Regions from separate parts of the Mus musculus genome. Here regions 1, 2 and 3 are each linked to region 4. The links are chromatin contacts, called in public HiChIP or PLAC-seq maps. All regions are on one chromosome and are shown on one strand. Each heading gives the region's core, a stretch centred on a gene start, on an enhancer-like site or on the middle of the called end of the contact. The rest is flanking DNA. Distances are from core to core; before and after follow the strand shown. Region 1 holds the start of Smim38 (small integral membrane protein 38). Region 2 holds the start of Cttn (cortactin). Region 3 holds the start of Ppfia1 (protein tyrosine phosphatase, receptor type, f polypeptide (PTPRF), interacting protein (liprin), alpha 1). Region 4 holds the start of Fgf4 (fibroblast growth factor 4).

Region 1 (7,209 bases), core at 2,920-5,419, 350 kb before region 4:
TCCTGGGGGGTGCGGGGGTGCTCTCTCTTAACCTTGAAGAGTAGTTGGCACTCCTTCTAGTCCCTGCCTCCCAGATCCTAAGGCTTGGGAGAGCTACATAGGTCCTTAGATTTTCAGAAAGCTTGCCTCTCCTTAGGGATGGTGGCCACTTTGCAGAAATGTCCCTAAAAACATGACTTGGTCTATATGTTAGATGCAAATGGACCATTAACAGTTCTGGTATGGAGTGAGTTCTAGGAGGGGAGATCACTATCCAGCCCCACCCCACTCCACTCCGGGGACTGTAGGGTGGGACTGTAGGTTGAGAGGAAAAATACCAAGGGAGGCTGTTAGGAACTCTGACAAGGGAAGCTGAATAAATTACGCTCTTTTGCACGCCCTAATCCGGTGTTGTGATGGCTTCTGGGACATGGCTAATTTATTTGGAATTTCATTCTGGGCTGACTGCGGCCTGCAGGCTGTTTGATCACCAGGCAGAGTTACACACCGGCTTTCACTGGCTGCGAGGAGGCCTCACCAGGCTCTGCCTGCAGCGGCCTTTTCAGAGGGCTGCCCCTCCTTAGGACACAAGCCCCTCGCTGACCTAGCCCTCCAGCTCTCCACCTCCCCACTCATCCCCGACAGCAGCAGCGGCGGTGTTAATCTGCCTTTGTGGTGCAGGAAGAAAGATTTATTTTTGCCTGTCTGGGGGTCTCAAGCATAGAGGAGCAATCTGCTTTGAAAAGCATGTCCTGTTGATTTCAGGGGCACTTTTTTCTCTTTCTTTCTTCCTTTCTTTCTTTCTTTCTTTCTTTCTTTCTTTCTTTCTTTCTTTCTTTCTTTCTTTCTTTCTTTCTTTCTTTCTTTCTTTCTTTCTTTCTTCCTTCCTTCCTTCCTTCCTTCCTTCCTTTCTTTCTTTCTTTCTTTCTCTCTTTCTCTCTCTCTCTCTCTCCCTCTCTCTCTCTTTCTCTCTTTCTCTCTTTCTCTCTCTCTCTCTCTCTCCCTCTCTCTTTCTCTCTTTCTCTCTTTCTCTCTCTCTCTCTCTCCCTCTCTCTCTCTCTCTCTTTCCCAAGTCAGGGTCTCATGTAGCCCAGGCTGCCAATTTCCTAGGTAATACAGGCTGGCATTGAGCTTCTGATTCTCCTGCCTCAGTTTCCCTGTTGCTGACATTATAAGGTGCCCACTGCTACCATGGCTGCCCCACCTCTATTTTCATGTGCGTGTATGCGGTGTGTGTGTGAGTGTGTGTAGGCTTGCATGTGTGGTACATGTATGTGCATGTATGTTGAGAAGTATTCTCTGGCCCTCTTCCATCTTAGTCAATGAGACAGGAAAGTCTTTCAGGCAAACTGAGATTGACAATAGGGGGGTGTTGCAGACAGACCACCACACCCACCTACACTGTGTCTCCTGCTTGTGAGGCAAGTGCCTTAGCCACTCTGCCACATTCCTTTGGGTTTTTGATACTGATTTCTGTTTGATACTGTAGCTCAGATTGGCCTTGAACTTATGACCTGCTCTACCTCCCTAGTTCTTGTTTTATGGGCATGAACATGCACTAGCAGGCCCCACTGTGGCTAGAGTTTGGGGTTAGGGTTCTAAGGGAAGACGTAGGCTGGCCACGGAGTTTTCATTGATTGGGAGGGTTTCTCGCTGCCTAGGCTCCACCTTGGAAACAGTTTACAGTTTCCTCTTTTGTAATCCACACACTTCTGCAAGGCTCTCTCCGTCTCTTCCCACTCTTGCTCTCTTGCCCTCATTCAGCTTGAGTGTCTGGTCTTGGCAAAAAAGGTAAAAGTAATGATTTTGGAGACAGGAGCTAGAAAAGATGCTAGAACAAAAATACAGAATTTCATAGATCAGACGAAACAACAAAGAGATAACAGTAAAATTTAGAAACAGATTCTAAAAGATATTTACTAAAATTAGTAAATCAAAATAAGGTAGATGCTACAATATCAAAATTACAACATAAAGAAAAATTAAAATTGTGGAAGCTAGGCCTAGAACAGAAGATATGGAAATTTATAGAGCGGAATGAACAATATAGAGAGAAATTTAAGACTTGGCAACACAGGTTAGAGGAAACACTAGAACTAAAGGCACAGAAATTTATAGGTCATGATAAGCAACAGAGAGAGGAAAATAAAGTTTGAAGACAGGAGCTGGAGAAGATGCTAGAATAAAGGATTCAAGAGCTCACAGGTCAGACTGAGAGCCAGGGAGAAAATAATGAGGATTGGAAGCAAGGCTTGGAGGAGAATCTTTTAAAATCAATCAATCAATCAATCAATCAATCAATCAATCAATCAAAATAAAATAAATATCACAATATCAGAATTACAATATAGAAAAAAATTAAAATGTGGAAGCAGAACCTTGAAGAGAGGATACAGGAACTCATGGAATAGGATAAAAGACAAAAGAAGAGATAGCCACGATAGAACAAACCACATGGCCAAAAACCCCCACAAATAACAAGAAGTCTTATAACTAGGGAATAAGTTAGTATAGTGTTAGATCTGCTCAATCTAGTCTTAAAACATATAAGTTGCATAGTTTTTATATGGGCTTATTGGGGTTGGAAGTTCCAGCAACAACAGGTTGGGAAGATGGCTCAGCCATGAAATGCTTTGGCTGCTCTCTCAGAGGACCCAGATTCCAGTCCCAACACCCACATGATGGCTCACAACTGTCTATGACTCCAGTTTCAGGGGAATTAATGTCCTCTTGGGTACTGTGGGCACTGCACACACATAGTGCACAGACATACATGCAGGCAAAAACACCCATAAATATAGTTTAAAACAAATGTTGAGAAGAAATGCCAGTAACAGTAGTTACTGACACTGGCTGGGAAGGCCTACTCTTAGCCCAGCTCAAGGCAGCACAGTTTGGCAGAATCAGGTCTAATGCAATGTGGGTTTCCTTTAACCTGCCCTGGAGGCCTCGGACCACATGAAACCAGGGGACATGTGAGAGTCATGATATAGACATGGGAGACTTCAGAGGCTGTAGGGGCCAGGATATAAAGGAAGTGAGCACTGGGCTGGGGAGACAGTTTGGTTGATTGGTTGGTTGGTAAAGAGCTGGCAACACAAGAGTAAGGACTCAAGTTTTATCCTTAGAACCTGTGCAAAAAAGCCAAGTATAGTGACACACTCTTATGATCCCAGCTCTGGGGACATGGAGTCAGAAAGATCACAAGCTCACTGCCACAGTTGGCAGGAGCTGGAACCCCCTCTGCTTTTCACACCAGCCTTCCACTGGCCTCACTAGTGACTGGACTTATACCTGGCAAATATCAGGGAACAGTGAGCAAGGACCTGTCCCTGTCACTTCAATGCTTGAACATGTAGGTGTAGGAAGTCACTGTGGATTCTTCAAGCCTTGAAGATAGCCAGAGTCCCCTGATCTGTTCTCTGTGACAAGGGACAAGAGCCTTCATGACTGAACTCTGAATACCATAGCAAACACTACTTATCTCTGGGTCTTTCATGTTGCTTTGAGCTGTGTCCAATAGCAGGTGATTCTGGATGTGGTGGTCCAAGAGGTCGGTGAGAAATCTAGGAAACAGGAAGGTGGGGATGGAGGAAGCCATAAAAAGAGGGTTGACTTTTGGCCTTCTCCACCCAATTTGGGGATGTCTGGTGGCTGTGTACCCTTGAGTTAGTCCAGGGGACCAAGAGCCCATCTATTGTATGGTCAAGGTTTGGTAAAAATTTGCCCAGGGGACAGTTCCTGTGGTCCCAATACCGAGGCTGGCGAGACCCTAGTGGACCAGGAAGAGCACAGACCATGCTCATCATCAGTTGTGGGTGACTCAGAGAGTCCCTTTTACCACAGTGGAGAGCACCCTGGTGTCCTCCAGGCAGAGAAGCTGTGTCTTTACTGTCTCCATCTGTGTCTTGCTTCTTCCTATGCTTTCTCCATCCTCCCTGACTTCATCCTCCAGCATCCCACTGACCTCCTCTGCTAGGAGCAGCTAGGAGGGCCAACACTTGCTTCCCTGAAGGACACACGGCAGACTTTATGCTTGCTGACTCCCAGAGGCATATGAGCAGGAAGGGTCAGGCCTCCTTGACCCCAGAGTCTCCTGTGTCTTGATGCCATGTGACCTGGGACAATATTGACTTTCCCTATCTGATGGTGTGCTTGATAAACACAGAGCTTTGTTCAAGGCCACCTTGGCTCCACCAGTAATAGGCCCGAGCTGGTGGCCATGCTCAAGTCAGACAGCTTCGGCTTCCAAGAAAGCCTCACCCGGAGATGTGGCCTCTCAGGTGAGTGAAATGCTGGCTAAGGTAAGCCCTTGGCTTCTTCCCTTCCCAAGAGCATGGTGGCATCCATTGGGGGACTCTCACCCCAGATTCACTTGGGTTCCTTTGGTAAGTGAGCAAAGCCTTCTGTCTGAGACATTCCAGAAACCCCTGAGGAGGAAATGTTTGGTGTAATTTCTGGTTAGGCCTGGCTCCTAATTTCTAGATCCTCACTTACATTTGGAGCGTTAGAAAAGCAAACCCAGGAATGTTTCAAGAATGTTGTCCTGAGTGCTGGACTGGGTGGCCTGGCACTGCAGAGTGGGAGACAACCTCGGTCAGTCCCAGGGATGTACCAACTGCAGCGTGAGAGGCGGAGGGTGGACACAGGGAACTTACATACCTCTGGCACACTTGGCGTTAGTGTTGTGGAATCCTCAAATTGGCACCATTCTCAAAATCTCCACTTCCCATTCTATGATGTGCTGCCTGCCAGTCCTTTGTGTTTGTCGTTATTTGAAATCTTCTAGAAAGGCTATACAGGGTGAATACTCTTAATGCCATGAAGGAAAGAGTTCAGAAATAGAGAGAGGCGACCAGTGATAGGCTACAATTCTCCACGTGGAAGGCCCCCTTGCATGTCTCATGGCTTGTTGGACTGCTTCCGGGTGAGACAACTTGGGCTGAAAGTCCAGGAAGGACCCTGTGGCCAAGTATTCTTACTTCTCCCAGTGCCCCTGGCTGCAGGTGAGGTCCTGCTTAGTGGGACACAGGGTTGGCATTAGAAGTAGGGGAGAGCAAGCCAGTTTTTTCTTCATCTAAGGAGACCTCAGCTGTGAGGGGCCAGACTGGGGACAGGGTCCGGGCCAGAGTAGCTCACACAGGGGGACAGAGTCCTCACATGCGTGTGGTCACACGTGTATGTATGAGCACATGTAACTGGCAGACAGATGCTGTTTTTCTGGAAAATTCTGGAGGTGTGTCCTCAGAGCGGCTGCTCTAAGGGTGCTGGGCCTATTTAAGTATTCTCTCTTTGTCTTTCAGAGCAGGGGGCTCTGACCTCATTTCCCAGAGAGGAACCTGAGGTCTAAGGAAGTGAGCATCTTCCTCACCGACACTCAGTGAGTCCCAGGCTAATCAGCCAACAGCCCTGCGTGGGAAGCTGGAAGTGGGTTATAGGGGTTCCTTCCCATAAACCTCCTATGGAGCTGGGGTAGGTGGTGCTCAGCCCATCTCTAGAGGTTGCCCTCCCGGGGTTGTGAGAGGGAGATTAAACCCACTCCTCCAGGTTCCAGACCCTTTCTGGGGCGGTCTGTGTTGACTACCCCCATGCTACTACAGGCTGGGGCAGCCTTAGGGACTCAGCGCACAGCCTGTGTGCTAATTGAGCCATGTCTGGGGTCGCCTCTGGGCTCCAGCCGACTGTTCCCCCCCTCTCTGTGCCTCTCTCCTCTTTTCAATCGCACAGTCTCCCTGCCGCCCTCCCTGCTGGGCCGGGCCTCCCTGCAAGCCTCGTGGCCCCTGCTCGGTGCGGGCCTGCTGCTGCTGCTGTACAGCCCGCCCAGCCTCGGACCGTGCTGGCCTCCAGAAGTGATAGCTAATTGGGGAGAGAAAGGGCTCGATTGTCTGCGGCAGCCGGAAAGGCCTGGAGGAGGCGGCCGCTTCGCCCTGCAGCTGCCGCCGGGAGATGTTTGGGGATTACGTCAGCCTGGCAGGCAGGGGCCGCGGGGACAGCACGGGAGGCGGGCTCCCGCAGGCCTCCCGCGGCCAGGGCCTCTGGACAATGCTGCCATTGTCGGTGCACGGAGTGCTTAGCTCCCCATGAATGGTACACGGGCCTCTTGACCAAGGAGGCCGCCTATAGCCCCAACTGTCCTCCTCACAGGCGGGGAGGCCCAGTGCGGTGGGAAGGACTGGCTGTGGACTGCACGGATCTGTCCTTCAGAAGGGGCCACCGGCAGGCAGGCAGGCAGGGCTGAGATCAGGCTCCAGCGAGGCTGCTGCTACTGCTATACCCTGCATGGTGGCCTCCCTCCTCAGTATGGCCTCCTGGCTGGGGGACACTGCTGGCTCTGACCCACTCATGGTGCTCCTGGTTGTCATTCTCCTGGTACGCTTCATACTGTGGTCCTGTCTGGGGACCTATATGGACTATAGGCTGGCCCGGCCTCATCCTGGCAAACCCAAGGAAGAGTAAGCCAAGGGGCACAATAAAGACCCAATCTAGAAGGTTGTGTGCTGTGGCTCTATCATCCTTCTGTGGGTTGGCAGGAGGTAGTGGGACACCCACCTGTCATCAGTCAAGTGCCACAGACACCCTCCTGCAGCACACTGTTACTCTCCCTTGCCACAACCCTCCACACCTGCCCCCTAGATCCCCTAGGTTGGGCTAACCTCCCTAGCCTTCACCAGCCAGGCAGGTGCATGATCCTCATGTCCTATCCAGTGTGCTGAAACCAGAGAGCAGTAGAAGAGACAAGATTCCGAGAATCCCAGCAAGCACCTGCTCAGACTAGTTGGGACTATCCCTACACGGGAGTGTTTGCACACCCACAGGCTGTCAAAGCGACCATTGTTACCAGGTTCTAGACCCCCATGACAGTGTGTGCCCTAGGAAATATCTGGCTCTCCCCTATCTCTAATTCTTTGTAAGAGGCTGGGGTTGTAAGGTGAGGCCACAAGGACAGCCATGATCATTGCTCCCAAGGCAAGTGCTGTCATGGATCTCCAATGTCCTAACCGGTCACTGGACACAGACAGCTGCCTCAGTTTCCCTGAGAAGACCTTAGGGTAGGTCTCTAGATGGTCTCATGAGCTGGAGTTCAAGCCCAGTTCTTTGGCTCTGAGATCTCTCTGCCTATCGGAGCCTCAGTTTCCTGCCTTGTTGTCATGAGATGAACCTATGCGATTGGTGATATGGCTTTAAAGATTTTGTTTTGAAGACTCACCTGGGGGCTGGTGAGATGGCTCA
Region 2 (6,831 bases), core at 3,777-6,276, 390 kb after region 4:
TTGGGAAGCAGAGCAGAACTTCAGGCTCAACGCCAGCCTTGGCAGCACAGTAGAAACTCTCTCAAAGATTAAACAAGCAGGACTGAGTAGATGGTCAGTAGGCAAAAGTAATGATGTAGCCAGATGTGGGAGTGCATGTCTATAATCCTGATGCAGCTTGATGGGACCCGGGAGGATCCCTGGAATCTTACAGACCTGCTGTAGACCACAGAGAACAACAAAAGACCACACAGAGATAGAGAATACTCTTTCCGGGGACTGGAGGGCGAGCTCAGCAGTTAAGACAAGTTTGGTTCCTAGCACCCACATCAGAAATTTTACAACCCTCTGACTTCAGCTTCAGGGGCTCTGACACCCTCTTCTGGCCTCTGAGAGCATCAGAATACCATAAATATAGAGGGAAAAACCTGGGAAACAGGAAGCTCTGAGATAAAACTACCCACATCCTTCTTCGCCTGTTAACCAGCATATACTGTTTGATTTTTTTTTTTTTTCTGTTTTGAGACAGGGTCTCTCTATATATCCTTAGCTGTCCTAGAACTCACTCTGTAGACCAGAGTGACCTTGCTTCTGCCTCCTGAATGCTGGGATTAAAAGTGTGCACCACTGTATCTAGCTTGTATGTCTGGATTTTTGTTACCGACTGGGATGATAAAAATGGTAGAATAACCACACAGCATAAAAATAAGGATCTGGGTTCCATCCTCCACAACACATGTGGAAAGTTGTTTCGGACTGCTTTTGTTGTTTTAAAGATTTATTATCGAAGAGGGAAGTGGGAAGGGAAAGAGGTGTGTGTGTGTGTGTGTGTGTGTGTGTGTGTGTGTGTGTTTGTGTGTGTTTATATGGATCCCAAAAGAGGATGTTGGATGTGCAGAAACTGAAATTACAAATAGTTATGGCCCTCTTGTGGGTGCTATGAACCAAAATCCGGTCCAAATCCTCTGGAAGAACAGCAAGTGGTTTTAGCCACTGAACTATTTCTCCAGCATCCTTGGCTTGGTTTGTTTTTCCAGACAATTTTTCTATGTAAACCTGGCTGGTCCAGAACTTAGCTAGGTAGTCCAGAATAGCCTTCGATTTAGAGTTACTAGGTTAGCCACAATGTCAGAGTTGTATTTGTTTGTTCTGGGACAGAGTCTTGCTTTGTAGCACAGGCTGGCCTTGGATTCTGGATAATTATCCTTCCTCGGCCTCCTGAGTGCTCAGTCCGTATACCCAGACAATGAGAACTGGCTTCAAAGCCACCATTTCCACTCAGGATTGGTTTTCTGGCATAGGAGCTGATAACATCCTCCCCAACCTCCCTTGCACTTGGGCGTCACCTTGGATTGGGAGATGTGGATGGCCTGGTCTTTTGGAGTCCCACATGCTCTTGCCGGGATGGTGGTAGAGGGGCTCTGACTTCCTTTGGCCGCTACAAGGACAAGTCACAGCAAGCCCAGCACTTTGTTGTGTGTGGTTACTTAGGTAGTTTTTGAGGCAGGGTCTTTTTCTACACAGCCACAGCTGTCCTGGAACTTGCTATGTAGATTAGGCCAACCTCAACTCACAGAGCTCCACTTGCTTCTGCTTCCCTCCCTAATGTGGGAATTAAAGATGTGCACTACTGCTCCTGCCTGGTTTTGTTTTGTTTTAAACAAGAGCTGGCTGTATAACTCAGGCTGGCCTAGAACTGTCATCTTCTTGCTTCAGTCTTCCTAAGGCTAGAGTCACAGGCCTGCACCACTAAGCCTGGCTTAACATCTTCACAGCACAATTGGTCCAGAAGCTGACATTAGTGTCACTAGACTAAGAGCCAGGTATCTTCAGAGTTGCCTCCTTTCAGAGGTTCAGGGACCTCTGTGTATTGATACGAAGTCACACAGTCCTCCGAGGGTGAAGTGAAGCTGACTATGGGGAAAATAGAAAAACGATGCAAGAGACAGGTATGGGAACGCTGCAGGTCATTACCACCACAAAGTGTATTTCTCCTAGCCTTCTTGTACTACAGTACCATGGGAAGCAAAGCTACAAGCTACCAAACAATTTTGCTGAAATATATACAAGACATTTGTTCTCACCCCAAAACCCCTTATTTCTTCCACTAAGGTCAATAAAATCTTTACCCTTGCTTTGAGCTTCTTATTGTTCCATGCCTCTGCAGGCTGGGAAATCTGCTAACAGACTCTGACCTGCCTTCACTCTGCCTGTCTCCACCCCTACCCCCACCCCCACCATCCCCCTGTACTCCAGAGAAGTGGCCAATAGCTCCCAGCACCTTTGTGCACTGCCTTTCCTGTTCTGCATTCCAGGGCTCCTGGTTCATTCCTGAAACCGCTGGTCTCTTCGGGCTGAGCTTTGGAGGATACAAACTGTTTGGCCTCAAAGACAGACGATCCATACTTGCAAATCAACTTACTTCCACTTCTTTAAAAGACTGAAAATCTTACTCCTTTCGTCATTATTGAATCAAATAAGATCTATGTGGGAGGCTAGGCGGTGGCTAGGGAGATGGCTCTGCCAGTAGTGATTACAGGACAAACCTGAGGCCTGAGTCCCCAGCACCCACAGAAAAAGCCAAACAGAGGTGTGCACTGGGAATCCCAGCCCCGAGGAGGTAAATGGATGGACTGAGGGCTGCATAGGTGGATGTATGGCTCGGTGGGTGGGTGGATGGGTGTGCATGCTTACTTGACCTACCAGGAACCATACCATCAACAAAACCAGTCTTACCCCCTCCAGCAGCTATCAACTGCCAATAGCTCCTGAGCTAGTGGTGGGAGCCCCATCCCCAGTCCATTCTGGGATGTTGATTGGCTTAATCTTGTGCCAGCAACTACAGCTGTTAGGAGTTCTTGAGTACAGCAGTTCTGCTGTGGCCAGAAAACACTGTTCACTTGTTCTTCTGACCTCAGGCTTTTGTGAATATTATGGGGGCAAATTATTCATTAGTTGATGGATCTTAATTGACTTTGAGTCTAGAATATAGCAGCACTTTGTTGAGTCAGTAGTTCTTTGGAGCTGAGGGGAGAAGGCTGTGTTGTTTGTTTGGTGGTAGTTTTGAGGTACACCCCAGTGAATAGTTTGAAGAAACCAAGACACACAGTGGGCTACTTATTTTACTAGCATTGAACTCAGGTTGTCAGGCTTGGTGGCAGGCACCTTTACCCACTGAGCCATCTCACTGACCTGCACCTCTGATTCTAAGCTGTTCCCATGTGAGAGTTACAGCAAGAGGGGGGTCCTTGTGTGATTTGGAAGTTACTGATTTTCTAGCTGCTACCTCTTCTCAGAAGGGTAAACAAATCTCTGGTTTGGAGGTGAGTTCTCAACTATGGTGCTCAGGCAAAAGCCATCTTCCTGTCTCAGGTGCCCCATCACAGGGACTCAGGCACACACCACTGTCCCTGGTTCAAGAATAGAGCTTGGCTTTTCAGCTTGGGTACGTGGAACTTAGCTTAAGTGACTGACCCCACTTGTTGGGCACGGTTTAGGTACTTAGTATAAAATGATGCCTGTAGTTTTTATTTAACAAAACACTTGAGACCATGGTTTTACTAAAACAACAAGAACAACAACAACTACCCTATGCTAGGAGATGGCTGGGTGTTTGCTCTGCAGGCATGAGGGACTGAGTGTGATCCTCAGAACCAATGAGAGGATGGTGGGTGGAGTGGTGCACATTTGCAATCCCCTCAGCAGAGAAGCAAAGACAGGAGGATCTCTGGGGCCTGCTGACCAGCCAGCTTAGCCTAGTGGATGAACTGCAGGCCAGAGAGATCCTGTCTCAAGCAGTGAGTGGCCTTCCTGAGGAAGATGCCAGAATGTGTCCTTGGACCTCTGTATGTGTGCTCATGCAGTTGAATGCACACTTACATGTGAATTGTGCACACACACATGGGAACATTCTCCTCTGACACCTGACATCTCTTTTTCCTTCCTGATCTATTCATAAATTTTGACAGTTTAGCCTTTTGTTTTCTGCCTTGTGGTGCTAAGGTTGGTACCAGGGCCCTGTACATACTAGACAGGCACTCTACCACTGAATTACATCCCTAACCTCCCTCTTTCATCTCCTTTCTCCTCCTCCTCCTTCTGGAGAGGGGGGCAGGAGAGACAGAATCCCTCACTTGGCTGATCAGGACCAGACTGGCCTCTAAGTGATCCACTTGGCCGCTGCCTTATTAGCTAGCTTTGTTATACAGTCCAGGACACCTGTCTAGGGATGGACCACAGTGGGTTGGCCCTCCTGTATCAAGACAATCATGCCCACAGAATAACCTAAATAAGACAAGTACACATTTGAGATTTTTTTAAAAAAAAATGTGATTCTAGGCTGTTTCAAGTTGACAGTTAATGTCAACTAGGACAGATAGATGAGTGGATGGATAGATAAGTAGATGGATGGTTGACACATGGGTGTATAGGTGACATGTTGGTTAGTTTTTGTCAACTTGACACTAGAGTAATCTTGGAAGAGGAAACCTCAGTTGATGAATTGCCATCAGACTGGCCTGTAGGCTAGTCTGTGGGGGCATTTTCTTGGTTACTGATTGATTCAGAAGGGCCCAACCCACCGTTGTGGGTTGCCACCCTTACACTGGTAGACCTGGGATGTGAAAGAAAGGCTGAGCAAGCCAGTATGCAGCACTCCTTCATAGTCTCTGTTTCAGTTCCTGCCCTGCCTGAGTTCCTGTTCTAACTTCCTTCCCTCAGTGATGGACTATAATTTATGAGCCAAATAAGCAGTTTTCTCCCCAAGCTGTATTTGATCAGTTCTTTTTGTTTTGTTTTGTTTTGTTTGTTTTTCGAGACAGGGTTCAGTTTTTTGATCACAATAGGAAGCAGATAGATGGAAGAATGGATGAACAGATGTATGGCTAGATGAGTGGGTGTATGGGTAGATGGGCAGAAGGACAGATTGGTGGATTGGTGGGTAGAAGATTGACAGGGGAGTGAATGATGCTGTGTAGATCCATGCGTGGGTAGAGAGTTGCAGGGTGGATACATGGTTGGAAGCTGGGTTGAGGGTGAATGTGTGTTGGACAGGGCTTGACGGGTGTTTCTAAATCGGATCTCCGCAGCTGACTGGCGGCCGAGCTGCCTATGAGTCCTGGAACTGTGTATCCTGCTTTCTTGATCAGCTAACAGGAATACGGGGCGGGGACGGCCTGGAATAGGGCGGGATCTTGCGTGGCCCCGGATGCGGCCCCGCCTCCGCGGAACCGGAAGTGAGCGGGCACAGGGAGCGGCGGGGCGCGGCGGGAGCCTGGTGGACCCTGCTGGTGCGGTGAGCGGGGGATGGGCGTCCTAGAGAGCTGCTGGGGGACAGGAAGGGTGTGGGATGATGAGTTGTCAGGGTGCCGGGCCTGGACGGGAGGTTGGGGTACAGGGTCTGGACTGGGCCCAGGTGATCCGAGTGCGGGGCAGGGTCGGGGCCCAGGGGTGCAGGGCCAGGATCTGTTGGTCGAGGCCTCGGAGTGTAGGGCTGGGACCCCTGAGTCAGGATTCCAGGCCAAAACCCGGTGTTCGCGGTGTGGGGCCGGGATTGTGACTTGGGGTGTGTGGCTGGGGTCGGGCGTCGGGACCCGGGCTGCAGGGCTAGGATCGGGGGTTGGAGTGCAGTGCTAGGAGGGGGAACCGGGGTGCAGAGTCAAGGCCAAGGGTTCGCGGTGTGGGTCCGAAATCGGGGGGTTGGGGTTGTGGTGTGGCGCTGGGATTCGGGATTCGGGGTGTAGGGCCAGGATTGGAGGCTCAAAGTCCCGGGTCGCAGGGTCTGGATGGGGACGTCGGAGCCCCGGGTATTGGGCAAGGATCGGAGGTTTCGGACACCAATGCTGAGCCGTTCATCCCGTCATTTGTGGAGTAGCTAGGGGTGCACAGCCGGTCTGGCTCTGAGGGGGCGGGCCCTAGGACACAGGCCCTAGGAATTTTGGACATAAAGAAAGGGGTGGGGTTTCAGAGCAGGAACCCAGGATGAAGTGCTAAGTCGGTTTGGGGTGTTCTAGGTCAGAGTGCATAATTATGGGTCTGTGGTAGTCAGAGTACCAGAACCTGGGAAAAGAATGTAGACCTGAGGCCTGGGAGATGCTGGTGGGGGTAAGGGGACTTTGCTTCTAGAATCTAGTGGAATGATGAGGGCCTGGGGGAAGCTGGTGGGCCTGGGGAGCCTGGGGTTCCAGAACCCAGTGGAATTATGAGGGTCCAAGGACCTGTAGGAAGTTGGTAAGGCTGAGCAGCCGGGTTCCAGCATTGGTCTCTAGTCCTCAGGACTGGGCTGAGAGGCCAACATCTGAGGAAAGGCCTGGGCACCTGAGGGAAATTTGCAATGGGGTCAATGGAAATCCAAGCGCCTAGCTTGCTTCCTGGAGCTAAGGAGCCTGGAATCCAGCCGCCCCTCCTCCTGGGTGTGTGCCCAGTCACTGCAGAGGTGTTTGGGCCTGGTATGTTCCTTTGTTTCCTCTTGGTCCGTGTGAGGGATGGGGACTTGTGGCCAGGGAGAAGGAATTCCCTGTTGTGCCCAGTGAAGCAAGCAGAGGCTTTAGCCCTTCCTAGTGGTTTGCCCTGGCTGCACTGCCTGGGCCTTGCCAGTAAGTAGCCCAAGCTCCAGTAAGTCCTCACCACCCAGTAGACCCTCACAGTCAGAACTTACAGCCCACCCCCCACCCCCCTCCCCCAGCGTCCACCAGGGGTCAGGCCTCTGCTGGCTCACCCAGAGTGAGTCACCAGTTCAGGCCCTGAGTCAACACTGCTTCTCTGTTTGACTGAGAAGGTTGTCACCAGAAGTTTGAAGGAGGGAGAAGCAGCTTTTGTGGGAGCTTCAGATGTAGAAGAGTGCAGAGGTGGGGT
Region 3 (6,766 bases), core at 175-2,674, 310 kb after region 4:
TGTTTTTGTTTTTGTTTTTTGAGACAGGGTTTCTCTATATAGCCTTGGCTGTCCTGGAACTCACTTTGAAGACCAGGCTGGCCTCGAACACAGAAATCCGCCTGCCTCTGCCTCCCCAGTGCTGAGATTAAAGGCGTGCGCCACCACGTCTGGCTTGAGCATTTCCTCAAATCCAAACCTGAGATCAAGGCAACTGAGAACTTGTGTGCAGTGGCTGATAGTCCTTAAAGACTTTGCTGCTTCTATTTACATTCTGACTTGTTTTGTGGAAAAAGGTCTCATTATATAGATCGGGCAAAACTCAGAGATCTGCCTGCCTGCCTCTGCTTTCTGAGTGCTAGGATTTCAGGTGGGCACTATTGTGCTTGGTTATACTTGTAACTTGACTTTGTAATTAATTACTGACTTCTTGAAACAGGAATCTGCCCATGTAACCCTGACTGTCCTGGCTCTCTATGTAGCCTATACTAGTCGACAGTATTCTTGCCTTGGCCTTTGGAAAGTTTTATTGGCTTTTCAGTTATGGTTGATGATCATTTTGCTTTGGTTTCTGGACTATTTTATTGGCGTTAATTAAAAAAAAAAGTTTTAAAACAAGGTCTCAGTATGTACTCCTGGCTGTCCTGAAACTCACTATGTAGACAAGGCTAGCTTGAACCCAGAGATCTGCCTGGGTGCTGGGAATAAAGGCGTGTAGCACCAAGGCCAGCTAGCTTTTTATTTTTACGTGGAGTCTGGGAAATGGAACTTAGGTTCTAATACTTGCAAGAGTGACTGAGCCCTTACATTTTGTTGTTGTTGTGTGTGCGCGTGTGAATGTGAGCACATGTATGCACCCACACGATACATGTGTGCAGGTCAGAGGACAACATTCAGGACTATGTAGGTTCCGAGGATCTACTGCAGGTCTTCTGGGTCCTAGGGTTCGAACTCAGTCGTCAGGGTTGATGGCAGTAGCCTTTGTTTGTATTTTACAGGCAGAGTCTCCACCTTGCTGTAATTCTCCTGCCTCAGACTTCTGAAGGGTAGGCATAGAGGTAGAAGGTACCTTGCCCGACCTGTCAGCACTTTCCGGTTTTGCAGGTGGTCCGGCGGGACTCCCCAGAGGTCTTGGGTTTTGAGGGGGGGGGCGAGTGCTCAGGTGACGTCGGCGTTTGGGTGACGTCAACACACACACACTGGCGTGAGAGCACGGAAGCAGGACTGCGAGCTGCGCACACCTGCCAGAGATCTTTACCGGTGTTTCCACGGTCGCCCTGTCTCCGCAGGGGGTTGGCCTGCCGGGGGCGGGGCTAAAGCGAGGACTAGCCAATTGGATCTCCCGATAGACCGCCCGCCCACTACCGCGGATCTAGCGCATGCGCACGGCCCCGCGGCCAACCTCTCCCGCGGGGGGCGGTGCTGACGCTCGCGCCGACGCGCCGGACGTCGGGCACGTTGACGCCGGCGACGCGCCGGGCCCGGTTCTCTGCGCTCGCTAGTGTCCCGCGGCGGCGGGCCGGCCTTCGTGACGAGCGGGGCGGCGGGCCCGGGGGCCGGGCGAGGACGCAGCCGCGGGGCTGCGTGGGTCGGCCCGCAGCCGGCCGCCGCCCGAAGGCCGCTTCATAGCCCCGGAGCCGCGCCCGCCGGCCAAGGTGAGGGCGGGTGGAGCGGGCCGCGCTGGGTGGCGGGCCAGGGTCGGTGGGGCCGGGTCGGCAGGGTCAGTGTGCGGGGGTCAGCAGAGCCAGCAGAGTTGCGGCTAGCCTGGCAAAACGGGTTGATAGCAGTTAGGTCCGAGTTCGCTTAGACTGGCCAGAGTAAGTGAGGTTGGGGGCAGTGAGGCTGTGGGGTCAGCTGAGCCAGGCCGGGGCAGCGGGTGCTGCTCAGATGCACCTGCAGCGCCTTCTGCTTCATCCTCCACCCTGTGCCCTGACAGCATGCAATCTCTAGTTCCATCTCACCTTTTCCTCCTCCTCCTCCTTTTTTTTTTTTTTTTAACCTAGCCCTGTTGTCCCGACTTCCTAGATTCCCAGTGTGGGTATATTTTCTCTTTCTGTTCTTTTCCCCTGTCTTTGACTGTGAACTTATGTAAGTTGGGTTGGCTGACCAACCGTTACACAGCAGCAGGCCTTTGCTAAACACTTCTGTCCAGACTTTAAAAAGCCAATCCAGTTGCTTTTTCCGCTGATCACCAAATATCCAGCCCCACAAGTCAGGGTGCCTGCTAGTCCTTCCCAGGAGCTGACTGCACACATTCCTGGAGGATGCTTGGGTCCATAGTGCTGGTGTTTTGTCAGTTTCCAGTCTTCTTCTGTGGTTGAGGGACTGTTTGGAATCTCTCTTCCTGAGGAAACTGTCTTCAGCTGTTAAATGTGGATTTTAAACAGACCCCCACTGGTTGGAGGTGAGCATCCCAGCTCCTCTTGCTCCCAGGACTGTCTCCCCCAATCTGCTCATTATATTGACCTGTGCATGCTACTTCCCAGAGTGTGTGCATCCAGAGTGGATGATCGTCACGGATAGCTCTGGGGCTGTCAGCCTTTTTCTCATTAGCCACAGGTGGTGCTCAGAAAGCTGCAGGTTTGTGGAAACTCTTGTTCTGCACCTACTGATTGTGGTCTGTACCGTTCCTTTTTCAAGATGATGTGCGAGGTGATGCCGACCATTAGTGAAGCAGAAGGCCCTCCAGGAGGAGGTGGGAGCCATGGGTCAGGCTCCCCTTCACAGCCAGATGCTGATTCGCATTTTGAGCAGCTCATGGTTTCCATGTTGGAAGAACGGGACCGCCTTCTGGACACACTAAGAGAGACACAAGAAACACTGGCATTAACCCAGGGGAAGTTGCATGAAGTTGGTCATGAAAGAGATTCTTTGCAGAGGCAGCTCAATACTGCACTTCCACAGGTATGCCCATCAAACTGAAATCAAGGAAGGTTTCTGCCTTTAAATGTCTGCAGGACTGTCTTGTTAGTGTATTAGCTTGCTGGCTGCTTTGTGTAACCACTTGGGAAGTGATGGTTCTGATGTTTTCTGAGCACTGGTAAAATTCTCAGGAATTCAATTTAGGGGAAAAAATGGGGATCCACCAAAGCCATGTGACCACACCACTCCACTGTCATACCTCTTTGGGAAACTGCCTAGATTTAGGAAAGCACTTAAATGTTTTTGACAGGGGGCTATGAAGCAGTTGAGCTGTGTTGAGTGTCCCATTCTGTCTTAAACTTGTCCTTGTCTGCTGTGGATCTGTGAGGAGTGGATCTCAGGGTTTTTTTATCTTATCCCTGGTTTATGTCTTGTGGACTTCCAATTTCCTAGGGAAATCTTGTGGATAAATAGAACTCATTTCATGGGAAAAATTTATACAGGCTTTCTCCAGAACATCTGTGAGCTGTAACTAAACTTTGTTTCAGGGGAGAAAGGATTGAAAATTGAATCCTGAGGCTCCTCTTCCCAGGCAGATGAGACTTTCAGAGCTTGAAATACCTACTGTGTCCTTAGTATCACATTTAGATTGGTATGCTAGAGCCTCCTCTTTTGGAGTTAAGTGGTATAGGAAGGAGAAGGCAGTATAGCCAGCAAAGCCCAAGGTGAGAGGCAGGCATGTGGAGCAGGGGTTGCTTAGATTCCTGCTGACAGCCCACTTTACTGGTTCATGATGGGCGTCTCCTTGGTGCTCAAGGAATCTGCACTTACGCTCTTGTGGTGTGTCTGCAGATATCAGTTAGCAAGTCAGTAATGAGTGCCTTGATGCATCTCTCAGCTGTAAAGTCAGTTCTATGAGATGGGACTAAATGTTTGAATGTCCTTTTTAGAAACAGTAATTTGGTGTTAGTGTTGTGTGCTGAGGGGTTTTGTTTGGTGACTAGAGAGTTGTCTTTTCTTCCTGGAGTCTTAGGAATGAGCAGGTTAATTAGGTCAGATTCCGTTGCCTCATACTCAAGAGGCTTTCAGGAGGTCATGAGTCCTACTTGCTCTACTCTACACTTGGGTTTGTTGCAGCTCAACTCTGCATCAGTGGCTGGTCAACATTGAGGTTTTTGGAAAGAACAGGCACAGGGGAGGCAGAGCTGGTGGGTGTTGTGGGTAGTGAGTTTCAGGCAGTGAGAACTGTCTCACCTGTTGCTAGGTTGTGCTGGCTTGCTGCTCTGCAGTGCCTCATCAAATGTAGGACATGCTTGTGTCCACAGTTACATCATATCTGACCCGAGTCTAGTGTCACAGAGTAAACTTGTTCTAGATAATTCACTTCCTGGAATCAGGGTCCTCTGGTAGCTAAAAATGTGACCAGATGGGCATGTATGTTCAGTCAGTGTACTTACATTGGAGCATGCATGAGGACTGCACAGGCCACAAGTGTGTGCCTCAGCCAGCTCTCCAGTTAATGCTTGGGGAGCTTGGATCAAGGTATGGATAGGACCATGCCTCCTGTGAAAACTCTCCTGCTTCCTGCCATCAGTGACTGTCCTCCATTCTAATGTGGTCCAGCTCTTCACTACTGGTTCCTTTGCGCATGCTTGACTTTCTATAGGAAATCTGTATGTTTTGTCTTTTCACCATTCCCTGGACTTGTGAGATCCACCTTTACTTGCCCTGCAGCACTTGTGTAGATGGGCCCTGCCTGTTCCTTCTGCAGTCAGGACCCCTGAGGCTGACCCTGGTCCTAATCTTCCTAGGATACTTTTGCATTTGGGAGGTGCAGAACTAGCTGTGTGTGTTTCTGTTGGAGTGTTCTAAGGAGTGGAATTGTAGTGGACACCAGCCTCAGGAGTTGCTGCCAAAAGTGGTTGTGGTGACAGTTGGTACAACCACATGGTCACCCTCAGTATGAGGAACTGTTGTTATGTGCTGTAGAGCTCCAGGTGGAGAGATGGCTTCTTGACTGCAGCCACCTGCAGAGAAGTGTGCAGCAGCTTCTCTGCAGGTACATGAGGGAGCGCCGAGCAAGCTTTTAGTTCTTGTTTGTTGATTGGATTGTCTATTTCTAATTTGAAGGTTTTTTCTTTAAGATTTCTTTCTTTATTTAATATGAATACAGTAGTCTATCTACATGTAAGCTTGCAGGCCAGAAGAGGGCACCAGATCTCATTGTGGATGGTTAATGAACCACCATATATATGGTTGCTGGGAATTGAACTCCAGACCTCTGGAAGAGCAGCTAGTGCTCTAAACCTCTGAGCCATCTCTCCACCCCCTGATTTGAAGTTCTTTATACATTCTCTGTACATATATGTATAGAAGATTTGTTTGTTTGTTTGTTTGGTTGATTTTAAGACATGGTTTCTCTACATAGCTCTGGCTGTCCTCAAACTCCCTTTGTAAACCAGGCTGGCCCCAAACTTACAAAGATCTACCTGCTTCTGCCTTCTAAGTGCTGAGATTAAGGTGTGCACAACCACACCTCAGTAGAAGTTTAAAAAAATTTTTTTTAAAGATTTATTTATTATTATGTGTAATAGTCTGTAGCTGTCTTCAGACACAGCAGAAGAGGGCATTACATCTCATTACGGATGGTTGTGAGCCACCATGTGGTTGCTGGGATTTGAACTAGGACCTTCAGAAGAGCAGTCAGTGCTCTTAATCGCTGAGCCATCTCTTCAGCCTGAAGTTTTAAATTTTAATGTAACTCAATTGATTGATCTTGGTTCCTCCCACCCTCCAAGAATATTTAGTTTTGGTTGTGAGCCTAGCCATTAACTGCTGAGCCATCTTTCTAGCCCAAGAATATTTAATGTAGAGGCTGGAGAGTTGGCTCAGTGATTAAGAGCACTTGCTGACATTCTAGAGGACCTAAGTTTAATTCCCAGCACCCATATGGCAACTCATCACTTTCTATCTCACACCTTCCTTTGGCCTCTAATGACACTAGGCACATAGGTACATAGCTATACATGCAGGCGAAACATCCATACACATGTGTAATTAATGTGTATTAATCCATACACATATGTAGGCCAGGCTGGTGGTATATATCTTTAATTCCAGCACCCAGGTGAATCTCTGTGAGATTGAGGCCAGCCTAGTCTATATAGTAAGTTCTAGGCTAGCTAGGGCTACAGAGTGAACTGTCTTTAAAAATAAAAAATCAAATCCCCACCAAACCCAAAGTAATATTTATTGTGTCCTCATCAGCTAGTCTTGACTTGAGCTAGGGTGTGTCTCAGTGGTAGAAAGCTCTTCTGCTCCAGTGGTATCTTTGCCATCTTTACACAAATGACTGGATGACTGCAGAAGTTGTCTTGAGATCTGATATTTTAAATTCTTCACCTTTGTTCTTTAAGATTTTCTTAGCCGGGCGTGGTGGCATACACCTTTAATCCCAGCACTTGGGAGGCAGAGGCAGGCAGATTTCTGAGTTCAAGGCCAGCATAGTCTACAGAGTGAGTACAGCCAGGGCTAAACAGAGAAACCCTGTCTTGAAAAACCAAAAAAAAAAAAAAAAAAAAAAAAAAAAAAGATTGTCTTAGTCTGGCTCAAGAAATCTGCTTCGGCCAGATTGAGGCTTGGTGGGTTAAAGTGCTTGCTTCACAAGCCTGGGAGCCTGGCCTTGGAACTAGTGGTGGAAGGAGAGAGAGAAGCAATTCCTGTAAGTTATTATTTGACCTCTGCATGTGTGCCAACATACACACACACAGTCAGGCTGCATGACTTTATCTTTGAACATGTCTAATCTACTCTGTGGGGCCAGTGTCTTTTCAGCATTGCTCTTTGAGTCTACAGTAGAACACAGCGGTGTAACTATTTATTGTTGGTGTATTGAGATAGAACTGGCTTATTTAAAAAATACTGT
Region 4 (6,669 bases), core at 2,703-5,202:
ATTTGTGTGTGCACACAGCTGGCTAAAACTAGTTTCCTTGCTCCCACTCTGCTCAGCTGCAAATAGAAAAAAGACAAAGCAGACACAGGTGCTTGCAGACACGTTTGTCATTTTAATATCTCTCCCAATCATTCCCATCAGTCCATGGGGCTGTCTATACATGATTGAATGCTTCTCTTTGGATGGAGCATCCAGTGTGCATAGCACATACTATCTCTGGGTCGACACCTGTAGTAACTACAGACCGACTCGGTAACAGTGGCAGATACAGAGCAGAAACATCAAACCCATTCTGGTAACAAAATTCCAAAGATACAGTCTTGTCCCTGGGCGCAGGAAAGGGAGCTAGCTGGCTGAAGAAACAGGTAATAGGTGTCAGGTAGGACCACAGCCTGCCTGAAGCAACATAGCTGCAGAGAATCCCATCAGAACAGGGCAGGTGCCTTCTACCTGTAGTCTCAACACTTGGGCTCAAGCAGTAGGCCAGCCTTGGCTACAGAGTAAGACCCCACATTTCCTCCCCCACAAAAAAGAGGGAGGCCTATCTCTGTGGAGTGGCCTGGCAGGCACTTGATTTCAATTCCCAGCACCTAAGGAGTGGGCGTGGTGGGCAATGCCTGTAACCTTAGCACTAGGAAATGGGGCAAGAGGATCAGAAATTCAAGGTCATCTTTAGTGACATAGCAAGTTCAGGTACAGCCTGGGCTATGAGACCGTCTTTTAGAAAATAACAAGAAGAAAAGACATTTCAACTGTCTTCTCCCCAACACTCTTGGAGCCTAGGGCCTGGATTTAAAAAACACAAAATCTTATTGTCCTGTGAGCCACCAGACAGAAAGGAAGTTTGGGAGGAGCTCCCACCTCAGCTTTGGGGTGTGGCTTCTTCCATCTTGGGCTGTGGTACAGAATAGTATTTTAAGTATCCCATTAGCATCCAAACAAAGAGTTTTCTAAAGGAATGTGAAAGACAAAAAAAAAAAATGCCAATGAGATTTTCCAGTCTTGCTGTCTGTAGCCTCCCATAAAGTTAATTCGGGAGGTTGCTCAGAAGTCTCCCAGCAGAGTCTTAACATCTTGGGGAGAAGCATTCCCTGAAGCGAGCTAAGGTCATTTTGTATAAACTCCAAAGTCATTCATTAAAATTAATTGTTCTCCCTCACCTCAGCCCTTTTTTTTAAATGCCACCGACCCTGCTCTTCCATTTTGGTCTCAGTGACAGGGGTTACATTCGTAAAATATATAAAGAAAAATATAAGGGTTACTTGACTTGGTGACCATATAGTGCACTCCGACAGCTGGTCGTGCATATTTTCACCATGAATACCCCTTACTAAAAGTAAATCATTGGGTAAAGATAGCTGGAACGTGACAAGGGTCCAGATACTACATGTGGAAGAGAAGCAGGCAGATGCACCCAGCAGAGCCTCCAGCTTAGTCACCAGGGTCTCAGGAACTCTGAGGTAGATGGGGATAGAATTCCTTCACCTTGGGGCAGCACCGGAATTCGGACTCCTGCAGTCTGCCTGCATAAAGGCTGCCTGGGGTGGGAAAGGGCAGCTCACCCTTAAATTATGGAGTTCCAGCACAAAGCTTCCCATATTCAGGGAAGCCTGTTTTTCTCAGTTTGATTCTTGCAAAATACATTGTTATATCCCAACAAATCATCCTCTATCACAAAACAGAATTTCATCCCCAGAGTTTTGAGTTGTGGCGAGCGCACACACCCTCTTGTCCATTCCTAGTTCCTCTCCAGAAAAGCAAAGTTCCAGTGGCTACAAGCAACGTGCCCTGTTGGCCAGTCCAAAAATGGCAAACAGGAGTTTATAAAGTTGTCTAAGGGTCTCCTATCCGGTAGGTCCAAGAAGATGATTGACTGCAAGAGAGTTCAAAGATCAGTCTTGGAGATCTAAAAACAGAGGCGGGAGGACTTCTGTCCCTGGAGTAAACCGATCCGACAGGGTTCATACCAAAGGAAGCAGAGGGAGCGGCGACGGCAGAATGCTCCCGATCGGGAACGCTCAGGGTCCTTCTCACTGCCTCAGAGGTCCCAGGCAGGCCTTTCCAGTTACAGGCCAGGCACCCTTGGAAACTGATGTCACCAAGTTTTAGAGGCACACATGAAACAGCATCACACCCATATCTTTGATAGTGAAGAAAGAAGTCTGTTCCGCTATTCCAAAGAGGTCTGAGCTGCAATTTGTTTGTTCTTTTGGTCATATCCCCCCCCCCGAAAATGAGAATACATAAAATTATAAATAATTGGGCGTCCATATATACATATTTAAATAATTTAAATATCTTAGACCAGTTTTTTTGCAAACAATTCTCCATCGAGAGAAAGTGCTCCTCCTGAGGGGTAGGGTGTGCTTCCGAGGCTGAGGCAGGGCTCCGGAGGGTCACAGTCTAGGAAGGAAGTGGGTTACCTTCATGGTAGGCGACACTCGGTTCCCCTTCTTGGTCCGCCCGTTCTTACTGAGGGCCATGAACATACCGGGGTACGCGTAGGATTCGTAGGCGTTGTAGTTGTTGGGCAGAAGTATTTCTTTGAATTTACACTCGTCGGTAAAGAAAGGCTGGGAAAGAGGGTACTGGGTGAGCCAGGGACCTGCCGCAATCGGGACCCAAGAGATCTTTCTTAGGTAGGCGGAGTGTCAAAACTGTCCCAGATTTCGAAGAGGTGATAAGTCCACGCTAGGCATAGCTAGCTCACCTGCTTTGCCCCTATCAACTTAATATCTCCTGCTGGAGTACCCCTCTCCCCGCCCCACCCGCCCCAATCAGTAAGTACCTCACTCAGGAGGAAATTGGATGGGGTAGTTCCCTTGGTCTAGAAACCCAGCCTGGCTCTGGCTACTTTGACTGAAAACGTGAGACCTGGCAATCCTACTGCCAGTCCTCTGTGACCAACACACAAGTGTATGTGTGGGGTGAAGGGTTTACAATCCCGCTAGTCTTGCACACTGTATCGAGCAGGTGGCCCAGCCAGACCCGCTGGCACTCACCACACCGAAGAGCTTGCCCCTGCTGCTCATGGCCACGAAGAACCGGCTGGCCACTCCGAAGATGCTCACCACGCCTCGCTGCACCGGAGAGAGCTCCAGAAGACCTGGGGAGGCGGGGGTTGGGGGGGAGGGATCGCAGGTCAGAAAAGCCTAGGTGACCCTGGACCCACACAGACCCTCCGACTCTAAGCCTCTTGGGATCTCGATGCTGGGGTGAAAAGCCCAGGGTCCCCAAAGCAAGCTTTAAGAGCTCATCTCCTGTCTACCGGTGGCCCTCAAGTCCAGCCTCAGTCTGGGCGCTTGTCCCGGGCTCCCGTGGGTGCGGGCGGGTGAAGGCGATGGAATTCCGCACCGAGAGACCAGGCTTCCGAAGGCGGGAGGCGGGGCTCGGCCGCCGGGTGCGCTCTCAGTCCTGGAGCCCAAGGGGTGGGAGCTCGACTCTACTCAGCCCCCGAGACTACTACTGCCCGGGACCCTATCCCCTCGGCGCGCCCAGAACTCACTGTCCCTCGTGTCTGCGTGCACACCACCGATGCGGCCGTCGGGCAGCACCTGCAGGTGGAATCCGATGCCCACGTTGCAGTAGAGCCGCCGAAGCCTTTTGAGGCCCAGCAGGTAGTCCCCTGCGCCGCTGCGGACCGCCGCCTGCGGGGGCTGCGCGGCCACCGGCAGGCGTGCCAGCGAGCGGGCCACCAAGCCGTCCCAGCCGTGCCCCAATTCTGCGTGCCGCGTGCCGTTGGGTGCGGCGGTCCCTCGGTCCGCCAGGGCCACCACCAGGGCCAGCAGGACCCTGGGCAGCAGCGTCCCTGTGGTCGGCCCGCGTTTCGCCATCCCGGCCCGCGGGCCGTGCGTGAGTTCGAGCTGCGGGCCGTGAGTTCGGTGAGTGCTGCGCACAGACCTAAGTAGCGAGAGCAAATAGGGACGCAACGGTGGCGGGATAGTCCCCGCGCGCCCAGCCCTCCGGAGCAGTGGTATATATAGCCGGCGCCCCCTCCTACTCGCCTGCCCCGCGGGGCGTCGGTCGCCTGGGAGCCGGGGCGCAGGCCGCCTGCCAATCACCGCCGGGGGAGGAGGCGCGGGCCTGGCGGTGGCTACTGTCACCTGGAGAGACCCCAACCCCTTACTCTTGGCTCCGCCCCGCACTCGAACCTGTTGATCCCGCCCCTTGGCTCTCTGCTCCCCAGGGCATCTCCTGTGCTCCTTCCTTGCGGGACACTTGGTGAACCGCCAGAACCTTTCTGCTGCGCCAAGGACTGGCTTGAGCTGACGGTGGGAGGCAAGTCACACTGTGGCTTGGCTATCAGGGTGTAACTCTAAGGGAGCCGGGAGGTAGGGCACGATCGGAGGGAGGGAGGCAAGGCTTGGTCTGGCCCCAGAGGCTTGGAAATTTAAGGGTCTTCCAGGTGATGGGAAGTCTAAACTACGGAGTGGGTGCTTCTAAGAGAACTCAGGTTGAGGACATTCAGGGACAGCAGAGACCCGCACTTTCCTCCTAGGTAACCCAAGGCAAGGACAGAAAGCTGGCAAGACATTGGGCATCAGTTCCCCAGAGATTTTCAAGTGTGGAGGCCAGAACTTCCCAACCCAGGAGCATGTCAAACTCTAAGGATCTGGAAGGGTCCCTTCCCCCACCAGCACCCCCACACCCAACTGTGGCCATTCTGGCCTGATGGGGGTGAACTGGGCAGAACCCTGGTACTGTTCTCCTAGGTGTGAATGTCCCTGTTCTGTGGTATCTGAGGAACCTGGAGCCAGCAGGTGACCTGGCCACTGATGGAGGAGCCGAAGAGCCTGCTGCACCCCCTCACCGAGGAATCAGTAATTTGGACCAGAGCTTCTGGGAGCTGTGGCTTCCTTCTGCCAAACCTCTGTCATTGGGCTTGCACCAATCATTCCTGGTCCTACTCAGAACACCAACGGAAATGCAGCCAGGTCCTGAGACCTAGAGGAGACACTTGAGCATCTATCTATCCCTTAGTGGGGATTACACCATGTCTCCAAATCCCTTAATGAGGCATTCTGATGCACCTGGCAGCCTGGGATAACCGCATCCTCCAGTGGCAGGTAGAGCTGCTGCTGGCCTTGCTTGCTAGGGAGCAAAGTCAGCTGTGCACAGGCTCCCACGAACACGTGTGCGCACGCACACACGCGCGCGCGCGCGCACACACACACACACACACACACACTCATGGATGTACACACATAAGCATGCATACACACACCCTGCTGAGAAACATCCCTTCCTGTAACAGGGTTCCCTAGATCCCCTGCTGTGTCACTGGAGGAGGGCTGCAGGCCTTAGTCTGGGCACTCCTGGGTGTTCCTTTCTGGGGCTGGGCCCAGGCTGGATCAGATCTAGATCATTGCCCTGGTGGTAGGCAGGTCCCCCCACCCCAACTCAATTTGGGAGTGCATCCCTGACTCTGTGACTGCAGAAGGAGCTGCTGGCCACCACACCCTGTGGGTGCTCTTGACAGTGGTTAGTAGTCAGGAGGACCAAGGTTGGGCACTATCATCAAACTGCTTTGGGGCCTGCTTTTTGCTCCAGGCTGTGGCTCCAGAACCTCCAGCTTCCGGCTCCTCCAAGTTCAGAAGTGTTGGGGAGAATATGAGAGCACGGGTGAGGATAGGGCTCTCCGGGACTAACCCCAGTCTGCCACCAGACCCCGACCTCATGCCTGTCCAGTTTCCAGCCCTTTCCCTGCAGGGAAGATCCAGAGATCTTTTGGCTCAGGACTCCTCCACCTTAGGCTGCCCTAGGACCTCAGTCTCCCCAAGCCTGTGAGCCTTCACTCACTCCACTTGCAGCCAATTCACACCTTTAAAGGATCTTATTGTGGCTGGGCAGTGGTGGCACACGCCTTTAATCCCATCACTAAGGAGGCAGAGGCAGGTGTATCTCTGAATTTGAGGCTGGCCTGAGTTCCAAGTCAGCCTGGGCTACAAAATAAGATCCTGTCTCAAAATGAAAAACAACAACGCCGGGCAGTGGTGGCGCACACCTTTAATCCCAGCACTTGGGAGGCAGAGGGAGGCGGATTTCTGAGTTCAAGGCCAGCCTGGTCTAGAAACTCTTGTCTCAAAAACACCAAAAAAAAAAAAAAAAAAAAAAAAAAAAAGAAAGAAAGAAAGAAAGAAAGAAAGAAAGAAAGAAAGAAAGAAAGAAAGAAAGAAAGAAAAACAACCCAAACAAAAGTCTTCATTTGCCAGGCCATGGTGGCATACTAATCCCAATACTCTGGAAGCAAGGATAGGAGGATCTCTGAGTTCAAGTCCAGCCTGGTCTACAGATTCAGTTCCAGGATAGCCAGGGCTACACAGACCAAAACAATAAAACAAGGCTCCATTTATTATCTGCCCCTCCCCCTGCTGAAATTGTCACCATCACAGTGCGATCACAGATCTGGGTCTTTCTCAGTTCTTGCCTCCAGGGCTTGGAACACAGTAAGTGTTAAATGATGCTTGTGGACCAGTGGCTACTGGCTAAGACTGGCTTGCCTGGAGCAAGTTTGCTGATGACTTCAGGCTAGGGGCTGAAGCTTTAAGTGCCTGGGAGAGATAGGATGGGATATTGTGACTTTGGCTTATCTGAGTTGGGGTCCTGGGCAACCTCCTGCCCTGCCACACACCCCTGAATGTCTAGTCTATTATGAACTTGGGAAGTCCT

What was found. HiChIP or PLAC-seq counts read pairs in DNA pulled down with a chosen protein or histone mark.
Region 1: a contact with region 4 is called in an H3K27ac HiChIP or PLAC-seq map of embryonic stem cells, with 11 read pairs. The contact joins the promoter of Smim38 here to the promoter of Fgf4 in region 4. A contact is called at or near these places in 1 of 39 promoter capture datasets (pre-B cells), 1 of 115 datasets of contacts at active chromatin or transcription factors (embryonic stem cells) and 1 of 9 other capture datasets (liver).
Region 2: a contact with region 4 is called in an H3K4me3 HiChIP or PLAC-seq map of embryonic stem cells, with 6 times the contacts expected there. The contact joins the promoter of Cttn here to the promoter of Fgf4 in region 4. A contact is called at or near these places in 2 of 115 datasets of contacts at active chromatin or transcription factors (bone marrow-derived macrophages and embryonic stem cells) and 1 of 9 other capture datasets (liver).
Region 3: an H3K4me3 HiChIP or PLAC-seq map of embryonic stem cells shows a contact between it and region 4, with 16 read pairs. The contact joins the promoter of Ppfia1 here to the promoter of Fgf4 in region 4. A contact is called at or near these places in 2 of 39 promoter capture datasets (cranial neural crest and hippocampal neurons), 1 of 484 Hi-C or Micro-C datasets (embryonic stem cells) and 4 of 115 datasets of contacts at active chromatin or transcription factors (embryonic basal ganglia and embryonic stem cells).

Annotation. Positions count from the first base shown.
Region 1 is chr7:145,205,079-145,212,287 of GRCm38.p6, reverse strand. Smim38 (small integral membrane protein 38) reads left to right here and starts at 4,169. Exons shown (of 3, transcript NM_001369202.1): 1 at 4,169-4,262; 2 at 5,283-5,359; 3 at 5,707-6,465. The coding sequence starts at 6,280. The coding sequence ends at 6,435. It also overlaps a transcript of Tpcn2 not described here. RefSeq lists an enhancer at 4,592-7,209.
Region 2 is chr7:144,469,130-144,475,960 of GRCm38.p6, reverse strand. Cttn (cortactin) reads left to right here and starts at 5,026. Exons shown (of 18, transcript NM_007803.5): 1 at 5,026-5,272.
Region 3 is chr7:144,548,387-144,555,152 of GRCm38.p6, reverse strand. It overlaps Ppfia1 (protein tyrosine phosphatase, receptor type, f polypeptide (PTPRF), interacting protein (liprin), alpha 1), which reads left to right and starts at 1,424. Exons shown (of 32, transcript NM_001195086.1): 1 at 1,424-1,634; 2 at 2,620-2,883. The coding sequence starts at 2,620. It also overlaps the pseudogene Gm35626.
Region 4 is chr7:144,858,669-144,865,337 of GRCm38.p6, reverse strand. It overlaps Fgf4 (fibroblast growth factor 4), which reads right to left and starts at 3,952. Exons shown (of 3, transcript NM_010202.6): 1 at 3,506-3,952; 2 at 3,003-3,106; 3 at 93-2,573. The coding sequence starts at 3,833. The coding sequence ends at 2,397. RefSeq lists enhancers at 925-946, 792-1,066, 1,293-1,298, 1,054-1,403, 651-1,479 and promoters at 3,949-4,386, 3,949-6,071.